4 separate regions of the Mus musculus genome follow, and all the other regions are linked to region 1. A link is a contact called in public Hi-C and HiChIP or PLAC-seq data. All regions are on one chromosome and are shown on one strand. The core of a region is the stretch at or near the end of the contact, and the rest is flanking DNA. Distances in the headings are between cores, read along the strand shown.

Region 1 (2,596 bases), core at 58-2,557:
CTTCTTGTACGATGAATGGGCCAATAGACTGGAGAAGACTCATCCATACGTCATTAGGTAGGTACACTGGGGCACTCATGGCAATCTTCCTTCAAGACAAAAGGCTCACAGCTTTCAAGGGTCCATAGTTGCTATGAGCAAGATTCAGTCCCTAAATGTCCTATTACTGGCTCAGCCTCCAAGGACTCTCAACAGCCCTACCAGTCACTCCCACTGGTCTCTCCTTTGAGAAGCATCATCTTCCCTTCCAGAGCCACCTGAGTCAAGTTCCCCTGATGGGTGGAGGGCCTGAGTTAACTGATTGGGAACAGGCTGGGCAGCACTTCTACATGGGCACTGCCAGGGATATTACAACATCAGCTATGCTGGTCCCCTGCCAGTTCCCCCAGGGATGGGAGGAGAGAGGGTGCCAGACGGCCAAGATCAGTGGGCAGGGGCAGAGGCAGGCTGGGCCAAGCACCCAGATGCATAGAGGGGGTGGAGCTGGGGCAGGAGCAAGCAGGATACTTTGTTTGCCACTGGAGGGGGCGTGCTTACGGTTGGGGCTCAAATTCCAAGCCTCTATTTCCAGGCTTAAGGGGGCTGTAGATGTCGATTGCCCCTTGCCCCTGCCAGCTCCACCCTGCAGCGAGGGGATTGGAGAGATGCCACAGGAGTCAGAGGCATGGACAAACCTTTTCTGAATGCTGGGAGCCTGACCTTTGTGAGGTTACCCCCCTCCCCACACACACACACCAAGTCACAGGCACAGGAGGGTCGATGGAAACGTGATGGAAGAATTTTAATACCCAGGACACACAGAATAAAGAGCATGGATGAAGGGGCAGTCTCTCAGAAACCTACTCTCGCCTTGGAGAGCTATACCCAGTACTCCCCCATAAAAGACCCCCATCCAGGGTGTGCATAGGCCCAGGCTAGAGAGATCCTCTACTTTGCAAACCTTAATCCCTTACTCTCCAGACACAGTACCCTCCGACCTCCCAAATCCCGGGCTCACCTTCCCGCCGGCCTCCAGCTCTGCAGGTCTGCGCCCCCCGAGGCCCCCGCGGTGGATCTGCACCTCGCAGATCTTTCCTAGCGTCGCGCGTGTCCTCTCTGGTCTGGGGACCTCGCTTCCCAGGGGCCCGCGTCTGCTCGCAGCTTAGAGTCTCTGGGATTCTGGGAGAGGACCCAAGGCTGCAAGCAGGGACTGCTCCCTAGGCGGGGCCCTGGGGAATCGTGCGGGGGCCGGTGTCACGATCGGAGTCGCTGAGCTGTGGTCTCGGGTTCGGACGCCCGCTGCTCCCCAGCGCTAGCTGGGCGAACGCAGCCGGGCCCGCCCCCTCTCGTCTCTCCCAGCCTGGCCCGCCCCTCTCCAGCCCCTTCAGCCGCTCTCGCTCTCCTCTTCCGGGAGCCGAGCCCGCCCTCTGGGCCTAGGACCCAAGTGCGCGGCGCCGGATCCCCAGCGGGGCGTGCAGTGGAGACGCTGGGCGCGCCTTGGGCCCGCCCGTGTGCCGAGGAGGGTCGGCCTCCTCCCGCAGGTCCTGGCGGGCGGAGGGGACGTGGGCAGGAGGACCGCACGAGTTAGGGTCCGGGAGGAGGCGGCCAGTGGGCGCCGCTGCGAGGCGTGTTTAAAACCCTGTAGCTCGCGCCCGAGCATCAGCGGAGCAAAGCGCTACTGGCTGGCAGCTGATGGCCAGGCTGAAGCCCAGGCGCTGCGCCTATGGCTCCTCCCTTTCTCTTCTTTAACTCTAGGAACTAAACCAGTGGGGCTTCTACTCTGGATTGAACTGAGGTGGGCGTGAGCAGAAAAAAGAAAAAAGAAAAAAAAAAAAAAAAAAAGGAGGAGGTGGAAGGAGAAACAAGTCTTGGGAGCACGGGAGGGCAGAACAACCAGAGACAGTGCAAGCGTCTGGGAAGGAAAAGGTCCCTGTGCTAGCTTCAGACTTGTATCTGTTTCTGTGCCTTGAATCTGGGTCAGCGATGGGGCCTCTGAATTGAACCTTCAACCGCCTCAAAGGCAGGGAAGCCTGGGGCGGAGTCCGGGAAGTCCGATGTCTGTGCCTGGCGCAGACCTGGCTTGGACAAGTCGCTGCACCCAGTCTAGGTGCCACCTCCCTGGCGCGCGCTCCGCAGAGTACCATCCCACAGTGATGAGAGGCCGTAGAAGGTCCACTCAGTCGGTACCTGGATGCAGGGGCGGAACAGAGCGAGCTTGCTACTAGGGAGAAGAGTTTCTACCCAGCCCTAACCATTTCTAAACTAGAGTACTGGTTTGTGGGGGTCTATTGTTTAGGTCCCGCGGAGCAGGGCTGCAGCCTTCGCACGAAGTGTTGCTACCACCTGCTGGTTCTTTGAGGGAGAACAGGTATCCTGTGAAATCTGCACACCCCTTCGCCCCTATTACCCTGTCCCATCTTATACCCCCTTTCACTTATTCAAAGGCATCCTTATGAAAGTACTAGCTAGCTGCTTATGGGCTGATCATAACTGGTACTTAAAGAACATTTAGAAACCAATGAAAATTGTGAAAGAGACTATGAGCCAACATGCACAAGAAACCAAACAATGAAACTCCTTGAGGTACTGCGAGAGAAACAGTCGTTAATGAATTGGC
Region 2 (2,596 bases), core at 35-2,534, 500 kb after region 1:
AGTGTCTGGGTTTGATGACTGTATATGGGATGGATCCCCAGGTGGGGCAGTCTCTGAGGGACCTTTCCTTCAGTTTCTGCTCCAAATTTTGTCTCTGTATCTCCTTCCATGGGTATTTTGATTCCCATTCTAAGAAGGACAGAATTATCCACACTGGTCTTCCTTCTTCTTGAGCTTCAGGTGGTCTGTGAATTGTTTCTTGGCTATTCTGAACTTCTGGGCTAATATCCACTTATCAGTGAGTGAATATCATGTGTGTTCTTTTGTGATTGGGTTACCTCATTCAGGATATTTTCTAGTTCTGTTGATTTGCCTAAACGCTTTATGAGTTCATCATTTTTAATAGCTGAGTAATACTCCATTGTGTAAATGGACCACATTTTCTTTATCCATTCCTCTGCTGAAGGACATCTGAGTTCTTTCCAGCTTCTGGCTATTATAAATAAGGCTGCTATGAACATAGTTGTGTCCTTATTACATGTTGGAGCATCTTCTGGTTATATACTCAGGAGTGGTATAGCTGCGTCCTCAGGTAGTACTAGGCCCAATTTTCTGAAGAACCAACAAACTCATTTCTTGAGTGACTGTACCTGCTTGCAATCCCACCAGCAATGGAGGAGTGTTCCTCTTTCTCTTCATTCTTGCCAGCATCTGCTATCACCTGAATTTTTGATCTTAGCCATTCTGACTGGTGTGAGGTGGAATCTCAGAATGCAAATGGATCCATTCTTAACACCTTGTACAAAGCTCAAGTCCAAGTGGATCAAGGACCTCTACATAAAATCAGATATACTGAAAATAATAGAAAAGAAAGTGGGGAAGAGCCTCAAGCACATGGGCACAGGGGAAATTTTCCTCAAGAGAACACCAATAGCCTATGCTCTAATATCAAGAATTGACAAACAGGACTTCATAAAATTGCAAAGCTTCTGTAAGGCTAAGGACACTGTCAATAGGAAAAATGGCAGCCAAGAGATTGGGAAAAGATCCTTACCAACCCTACATCTGATCGAGGGCTAATATTCAATATATACAAAGAACTCGAGATGTTAAACTCTAGAGAACCAAATAACCCTATTAAAAATGAAGTACAGAGCTAAACAGAGAATTCCCAGCTGAGGAATACCAACTGGCCAAGAAGCACCTAAAGAAATGTTCAACATCCTTAGTCATCAGGGAAATGAACATCAAAGCCTTTGCTTTCTTTTTTCCACCTAGCTCCGGAGGCTTTAGATCACCAAAACTACAGTTCAAGTCTACAGTTATTTCTCCCTCTAGTGGTGCACAGTGTGTGTGCAAAGATGATTGCCTCCTGAGCCAGAACTGTTTCTGGTTCCACAGCTAATACCCTATTGTGCCTCCAAACCAAAGCTCTGCCTGCATCCACCTACTGATGTGAAGCCAGAAGCTCACTAGATGGTTCCTCAGTGCCCCATAGTGACCTGCTATAGACACTGACTGGGCTGTAACCTGACAGGCTGTGTGGAAGAGGCTGGGAACTCTCAAAATCAGGCATCTGTGGTGGGCATGAAAACATCAGAGTGATTGCCAGTTGCAGTTTACCCAGCAAAATCTCAAATATTATCTGTGCCATTGAGAGAGAAACTCATTTAAGAAAGAAGAATTTCTAATTCCTGCCATAGTGCTGCAGGGGTCCATACACTATTCACTAGGTATCAGATGCCTTCGGAAGGAGTGGGCCTGGGCAAAACAGTCTTCAGTCCAAGGGAATTTTCATGATGCACTGACTAACGATACTGTCAATGGAGACATCTTCTGAGCGCTTGGAAGAATAAACTAGTCTAAAGAAAATAAAGCTGAGAAAGGTAGAATATTGAAATTATTGTTGTAGATTCCTAGCTAGGTTTCAAGAAGTTTATGTATTAAAATTTTCATTGGACACTCAGATTGCATGTTTGACTATTGGCATTATCCTTGCTTCACTTATACCTTGCTCTCATTTTCTGTGTTTCCTTATGAATATCATCTTCATATTCATCAACCCTTCTATCTAAAGGACCCAATCTACTATTACAGTCATCTATTTCTCATCACAGACTCCAATATTTACTTCTGGAAGTTTGGTATGAATTGTTGCATATCTCCCTCATTTTTATAAATTGGTGAGGGTATGTGTTGCAGTTATACTGTTTAATGTCATTGTCAATTTGTCAGAAATAGATTGCTTTCCTGTGATTAATTTTTATCCTAGTAATAAGCCCCATTTTCTTCCTTCTTTGTAAAGCTGCAATTTTTTCTTTAATACTAAACAGTATATTCATGTTTTGTGTTCCTAGATACCATAGTTTTCTTACGAGTGCACTCATGCATAGCTTTATTCCGTAATGTGCTCAATTCACTGAAAAATAGAAATCATGGAAAATCTTGGCAGATAATTGTTGGTCCTTACAATATATACATACATATATATATATATATATACATACATATATATACATATATATACACACATATATACACATATATATACATATATATACATATATATATAATGTGTGTATATATCTATACATATATATCATTATATATCATGTTATCATATAGTATATACCACATATCACATATCATATATCAC
Region 3 (2,596 bases), core at 65-2,564, 410 kb after region 1:
TGGTCAGTATTTTAGCACAGCAACGGAAAGCAAATCAGGACAGAAAGGAAGGTCCTAAAGCACATAGCATCTCCTGAAATTCCCCTGTAGCATCTCCATTACAAGATAGCCCAGTGCATGGTTCTCTCTCTCTCTCTCTCTCTCTCTCTCTCTCTCTCTCTCTCTCTCTCTCTCGATGTGGTGTGTGTGTGTGTGTGTGTGTGTGTGTGTGTGTGTGTGTGTGTACATCTGGGTCTCTTCCCAGCTTAAGCGGGGACTATGAGCCATGTCTGGGTCCATGGCTATGCAGCTGCAGGGGTCAGTATGTTTTGCAGGCCATGCCCCTCATTAGATGAGGTGGTTTGGAGAGCTGGCCCTACCTCTCACCACTGGCAACACTCAGGAAAGTGAGCCTTGTGCTTCTCCCAGATAGCACAGAGGAGCTAGCTCTTGGGGTGGGGGTGGGGGTGAGCCAGCCTCAAGGTTATTAGTGTGGAAAAACTAACCCCAATCTCATCTACCACGGGGTGATACAAGTGCAGCCCCTCACCACCTGCGGTCATGAGTTCAGAAGAGCTATCCCTGCTCCTCACCAGTGCAGCATTTGGAAGAGCAGGCTCTTCGCCTTGCCTTGCCTGGACACCACAGCAGAGCTGGCTTTGATGATGGGAGTGCAGGTGAGCAGCCCTGAGAGTGGGAGCATGGGAGAGCTGTCCCTGCCACTTGTATGCTGTGAGGTGATATGGGTTGCAAGGGTGTCTTCTTTCTTACCACTTGCTGCAGTCAGGAGAACTGGCCCCGAGGTTATGAGAGCTAGTGCTCTGGCCGGCCATGACCCTCTCCAGCTGCAGCACTAAGGAGATAAAGCCCTGCACCTCCTCCAGGTAGCACAGTAGATCTGGCCCTGGTACAAGGGGCACATGACAGATGCCTCAGAGGAAGAGAGCCTGAGAGAGTTTGTCTTACCACTCATCTAGCATGAGGTGATGAGGTGACAACGTGATGCCCTCCTGCGTCCCCTACCACCACCACTACCCGCAGCAGCAGCAAGAGCTGGTCCTAGGGTCATGAGAAGGGGAGCTAGCCCTGCCTCCTCACTGGTTGTAGCACTTGGGAGAGTAGACTGCACCTCACCTAGCCAACACAATAGAACTGATCCTGATGGTGAAGGCACAATGTAACCTGCCAGGAGGGTGTGAGAGCAGAATAGTTGATCCTGCCTCCTGACAATGGTGGCTTTGCATGGCCTACACAGAGCAGTGCTGGAGAGATTGCCATGATAGTGCAGACAAGGGAAAGCAGGCATGCTGACAAGCTCAGCTGCCACACAGGCCCAGATCCAGAGCTCTGAATTGGACCACCTCAAAGTCTATATCACCTGCAAATGATTGAGATATGTGAAGGGGCCAGTCCTGCTGATCCAGGGCTGTAGGGTCTCCATGGCAACAGGATAATCCAAGGAGTCTTGGAGAGGATAAAATATTAATGGTGTTACAGAAGCCAGAGTTCTTGGTCCAGAGAAACAACTCATTGCAATGATCATTTGCAAGCAGAGAAGTATAGACCAAAGGATATACTGTGGGACACACTGTAACATAGTACAGCTTCCACTATGAGATGTTTTCAGTGCTTTGTTGTTGCTGCTTGTGTGTGTGTGTGTGTGTGTGTGTGTGTGTGTGTGTGTGTGTGTTATTTTGCAGGAGAAGTTGCAAGGGTGAAAGGGGGATATGAAGGTGGGACTGAGGTTCAGGATATGACACAAGAAATCAATAAAAAGTTTTTTTTAAAAAAACACTTGCTCATTAATGGAGCTCATTAACTATCATAATGTTATTAAGATAGTTTCTATGAGCCTCCTTCAGGAAATTCAAGAACACAAAACCAAACTGTATTATATTCAAAGGTATTGCCATACTCCTCAGCAATGCACAGGAGCAGCAGACTGTGTCTCCAGTCACCAGCTGGAGTGGGCAGCAGGTCTGAACACAGTGGCTCTCTGTAGTGATAGACTTAAATAGCTGTCAGATCATTGTATTTAAGGGAAATAAATTACTCCGGGCAATAGCCCTGTTACCATGGTCTCACCATACTTCAGACATATTTTCTAAAGGTCCATGTCATTGGTGCTATTTGATATTGAGAAGTACTACACTAGTGATTTTATCAAGGCAGAAACAACTGGAAAAAAAAATAAAAGCAGAAGCAACTGGAAAAACAGAAGCAGAAGCAATTGAGTTCTTAGTTTCAGAGTTAATAAGCATAATCCAAAATAACTGAACCTTTTGTGTTATCTAAGCATCAGGAGCAAAACAGAGTCAATGTGTAAATGTCACATGGCTCCATTTTCATTGCAGAATTTTCCTGTTCACGTGAATTGAAAAGCCATCAGACATTATTGGCTTGAACACTGGATTCTTAGAAAAATTAATCCAAAACCGAATCAGTGTGACTGGTCATAGATAACAAAACGACACAAAACAAGGACAAGAATTTAGTTTGGCAGGTGTTTAGCAAGTCAGAAACTGACAAATATACCTAAATGATCAATCTTTTTATCTTGGTTTGGGGAATAACTTGTAATGTTTTCCCACAGTACACTTCACATCGTACATGAAAC
Region 4 (2,596 bases), core at 28-2,527, 360 kb after region 1:
ATTGCAAAGCTTCTGCAAAGCAAAAGACACCGTCAATAAGACAAAAAGGCCACCAACAGATTGGGAAAGGATCTTTACCTATCCCAAATGGGATAGGGGACTAATATCCAATATATATAAAGAACTCAAGAAGGTGGACTCCAGAAAATCAAATAACCCCATTAAAAAATGGGGCTCAGAGCTGAACAAAGAATTCTCACCTGAGGAATACCGAATGGCAGAGAAACACCTGAAAAAATGTTCAACATCCTTAATCATCAGGGAAATGCAAATCAAAACAACACTGAGATTCCACTTCACTCCAGTCAGAATGGCTAAGATCAAAAACTCAGGTGACAGCAGATGTTGGCGAGGATGTGGAGAAAGGGGAACACTCCTCCATTGTTGGTGGAATTGTAAGCTTGTACAACCACTCTGGAAAGCATTGGGATTTCTGAATCACAGTATTTTCTACAGACCTTGACCCAAAGTCACACTTAGATGTGACTCACTCAAATAGGACATCCAACAACCTAAGTATCCCACACCTCACAATAAGGAAGGCTTCTAAACTGAGAAAATTCCTCACTCATCTGCCTATCTTTCTGTGTAGTGAGCAGGTGGCATAGAGTATGCACAGGTATAAAGGTCTGATTAGGAGTCACATTCCTTAAAGACAGCAAAAATAATTATCTTGCTCCTTCTTAGAGACATTGTACACACAAGAGAGCTCTCCTTTGTTAATGTCATTGATATAAAGGGAATGGCAGATCAGCTGTAACCTTTATCCCGAGTCTAGCTGATACCCATACATTTAGACATAATTCTCCTTATGGGAGCATCCCATAATAAGACTCTTCTGACTATATGATGTTGTTCTATAGGATCTGATTAGTAGCTGAATTCATAGACCCTTTTCAAGAAACAAGACAGTAGTGCAAAGAGAGTTGAGGAAGGTCTTTATTGTACAGTCTCTAGGGAGAAGCTTATTCTCAGCAGGAAAAATTCAGGTTTCTCCATTTATTTTCTACCTTACTGTTTTCAGAAAACAACACACAGACACACACACACACACAGACACACACACACACACACACACACACACACACACACACACACACACCAGAATAACATGGAGCTCATGCCAAGAGAGGCAGGATGAAGCTGTTTCCAGGTCTAAATATTTGGGGAGTTAAGACAAGAAAATAGGAAAAAGGAAGTTTTCAAGCTCAAAGTAGATCCCTCCTCTTTACTGGAGCTGAGAGATGGTTGCAGACAAAATCCTATAGCAGGAACCTTTGTACCTCTGTATGACTCAGCAGGAAGTAGACATTCTGGCTTGTAAATACTCTTGGTAAGCAGAGGCGATCCACTTCATTCTTTTTTCTTTGCTTTTTATTGACAGTTACCAGGGTTGATTTTCTTTATCTTCCATGGGCTGTTTCATTTACTCAAGAGAACACCATCCTCTTGAACGCACAACACAAGAGCTCTTCACCCTAAGAGAAAATGGACTCTTTTTCTCTCGGCAGCAATCAAATTCCAGGAAATCCTCAGCTAAGGATGGGCCTTCCATGTTGACTTTTGTATGGCTTTACCTTGTTCATACTGTCATATTGCTGTGAGTACTCTTGTGCTTCTGGCCTGCTGTGTCTGGAAAATACTGTATCCTTGAAGCTATCTCCCACTTCTGGATCTTACAGTCTTTCTGACCCATTTCCTAAAAGGATCCCTGAACTTTGAGGAAAGGGATACAAAATTCTCAAATAAAAGGCGAAAGATTTATACAATCTGAAGAGGCCCAAAGTGGGATCCAGATCAGGGGGGTTCCCAAGGTGTGACACTATTACTGAAGGTATGGAGCACTTACAAAAAGGGATCTACTGCCCTCTGAAAGACCCAACAAGCAGCTGAAAGAGTCAGATGCAGATATTTGCACCTAACCACTGGACAGAAGCAGCTGACCCCTGTTGAATTATGGAATGCTGAAAGAAGCTGAGGAGAAGGTTGATCCTGTAGGAGAACTGGCACTCTCAATTCATCTGGAACCCTGAGATTTCTCAACACTGGATCACCAAACAGACAGCATACACCAGCTGATATGAGGCCCCTAACACACATATAGTAGAGGACTTCTGGGTCTGTGTTCATTCAGAGATGATGCACCTAACCCTCAAGAGACTGGAGGCCCCAGGGAATTTAGAGGTCAGGTGGGAGGGGGGCATTCACCTGGAGACAAGGGTGTGGGGAGGAGGTATGGGATGTGGAACAATCGGAGGGTGGATGGGGGCGGAGATAAAATATGGAGTGTAAAAAAATTAATAATTTTTTTAAAAAATACCATGAAAAAATGTATAGCTATAATACACAAATAATGGGAATTACTTGGGTATTTAGGTATAGTCATAGTAAAGTCCATGTTGTTCATTGTGTGGAGTAGAATACTTTCAAGTTGAAGAATCTGAGTTCCCCATCATGTTAGGCTACTGTAGCTTTTCTCTCCATTTTAAAAAATGGATTCTAACATTTCAAGGTAAATTCTACAAATGGAACATGTTCTCTAAAATTTAGACTTTCATTTGTTTTAAGGAGGTCATAACGACTGACTGACTGACCA

What was found. A called contact is a pair of places that touch in the nucleus more often than the background predicts. HiChIP or PLAC-seq counts read pairs in DNA pulled down with a chosen protein or histone mark.
Region 2: a Hi-C map of CD8 T cells shows a contact between it and region 1, with 3 times the contacts expected there. The contact joins the enhancer-like site here to the promoter of Ephb6 in region 1. A contact is called at or near these places in 9 of 39 promoter capture datasets (the 3T3-L1 cell line, 3T3-L1-derived adipocytes, the HPC-7 cell line and 5 more), 2 of 15 datasets of contacts at CTCF or cohesin (pro-B cells and thymocytes), 14 of 484 Hi-C or Micro-C datasets (CD4 T cells, CD8 T cells, DN3 thymocytes and 5 more), 13 of 115 datasets of contacts at active chromatin or transcription factors (DN3 thymocytes, the SCID.adh cell line, double positive thymocytes and 7 more) and 1 of 9 other capture datasets (liver).
Region 3: an H3K4me3 HiChIP or PLAC-seq map of the SCID.adh cell line shows a contact between it and region 1, with 11 read pairs. The contact joins the enhancer-like site here to the promoter of Ephb6 in region 1. A contact is called at or near these places in 2 of 39 promoter capture datasets (the C10 cell line and the HPC-7 cell line), 1 of 15 datasets of contacts at CTCF or cohesin (large pre-B cells), 5 of 115 datasets of contacts at active chromatin or transcription factors (the SCID.adh cell line, embryonic stem cells, large pre-B cells and 2 more) and 1 of 9 other capture datasets (adipose tissue).
Region 4: a FOXA1 HiChIP or PLAC-seq map of pancreatic cancer cells shows a contact between it and region 1. The contact joins the enhancer-like site here to the promoter of Ephb6 in region 1. A contact is called at or near these places in 3 of 39 promoter capture datasets (liver, neutrophils and stem cell-derived epiblast-like cells), 1 of 484 Hi-C or Micro-C datasets (cortical neurons) and 3 of 115 datasets of contacts at active chromatin or transcription factors (large pre-B cells, pancreatic cancer cells and pro-B cells).

What each region holds. Positions count from the first base shown.
Region 1 is chr6:41,604,222-41,606,817 of GRCm38.p6, reverse strand. It overlaps Ephb6 (Eph receptor B6), which reads right to left and starts at 1,307. Exons shown (of 18, transcript NM_001146351.2): 1 at 998-1,307.
Region 2 is chr6:41,107,774-41,110,369 of GRCm38.p6, reverse strand. It overlaps Tcrb. Among named protein-coding and RNA genes, the nearest start is that of 2210010C04Rik, 74 kb to the right of the region's middle. Within about 2 kb of position 1,284, at least 4 of the 459 cell types and tissues checked have an H3K27ac peak or open chromatin away from gene starts, as enhancers often do. A contact at or near this core is called in CD8 T cells, memory CD8 T cells and regulatory T cells, where this site is marked.
Region 3 is chr6:41,190,724-41,193,319 of GRCm38.p6, reverse strand. It overlaps Tcrb. Among named protein-coding and RNA genes, the nearest start is that of Try4, 110 kb to the left of the region's middle. Within about 2 kb of position 1,314, at least 6 of the 459 cell types and tissues checked have an H3K27ac peak or open chromatin away from gene starts, as enhancers often do. A contact at or near this core is called in the SCID.adh cell line, where this site is marked.
Region 4 is chr6:41,249,117-41,251,712 of GRCm38.p6, reverse strand. It overlaps Tcrb. Among named protein-coding and RNA genes, the nearest start is that of Try4, 52 kb to the left of the region's middle. Within about 2 kb of position 1,277, at least 4 of the 459 cell types and tissues checked have an H3K27ac peak or open chromatin away from gene starts, as enhancers often do. A contact at or near this core is called in pancreatic cancer cells, where this site is marked.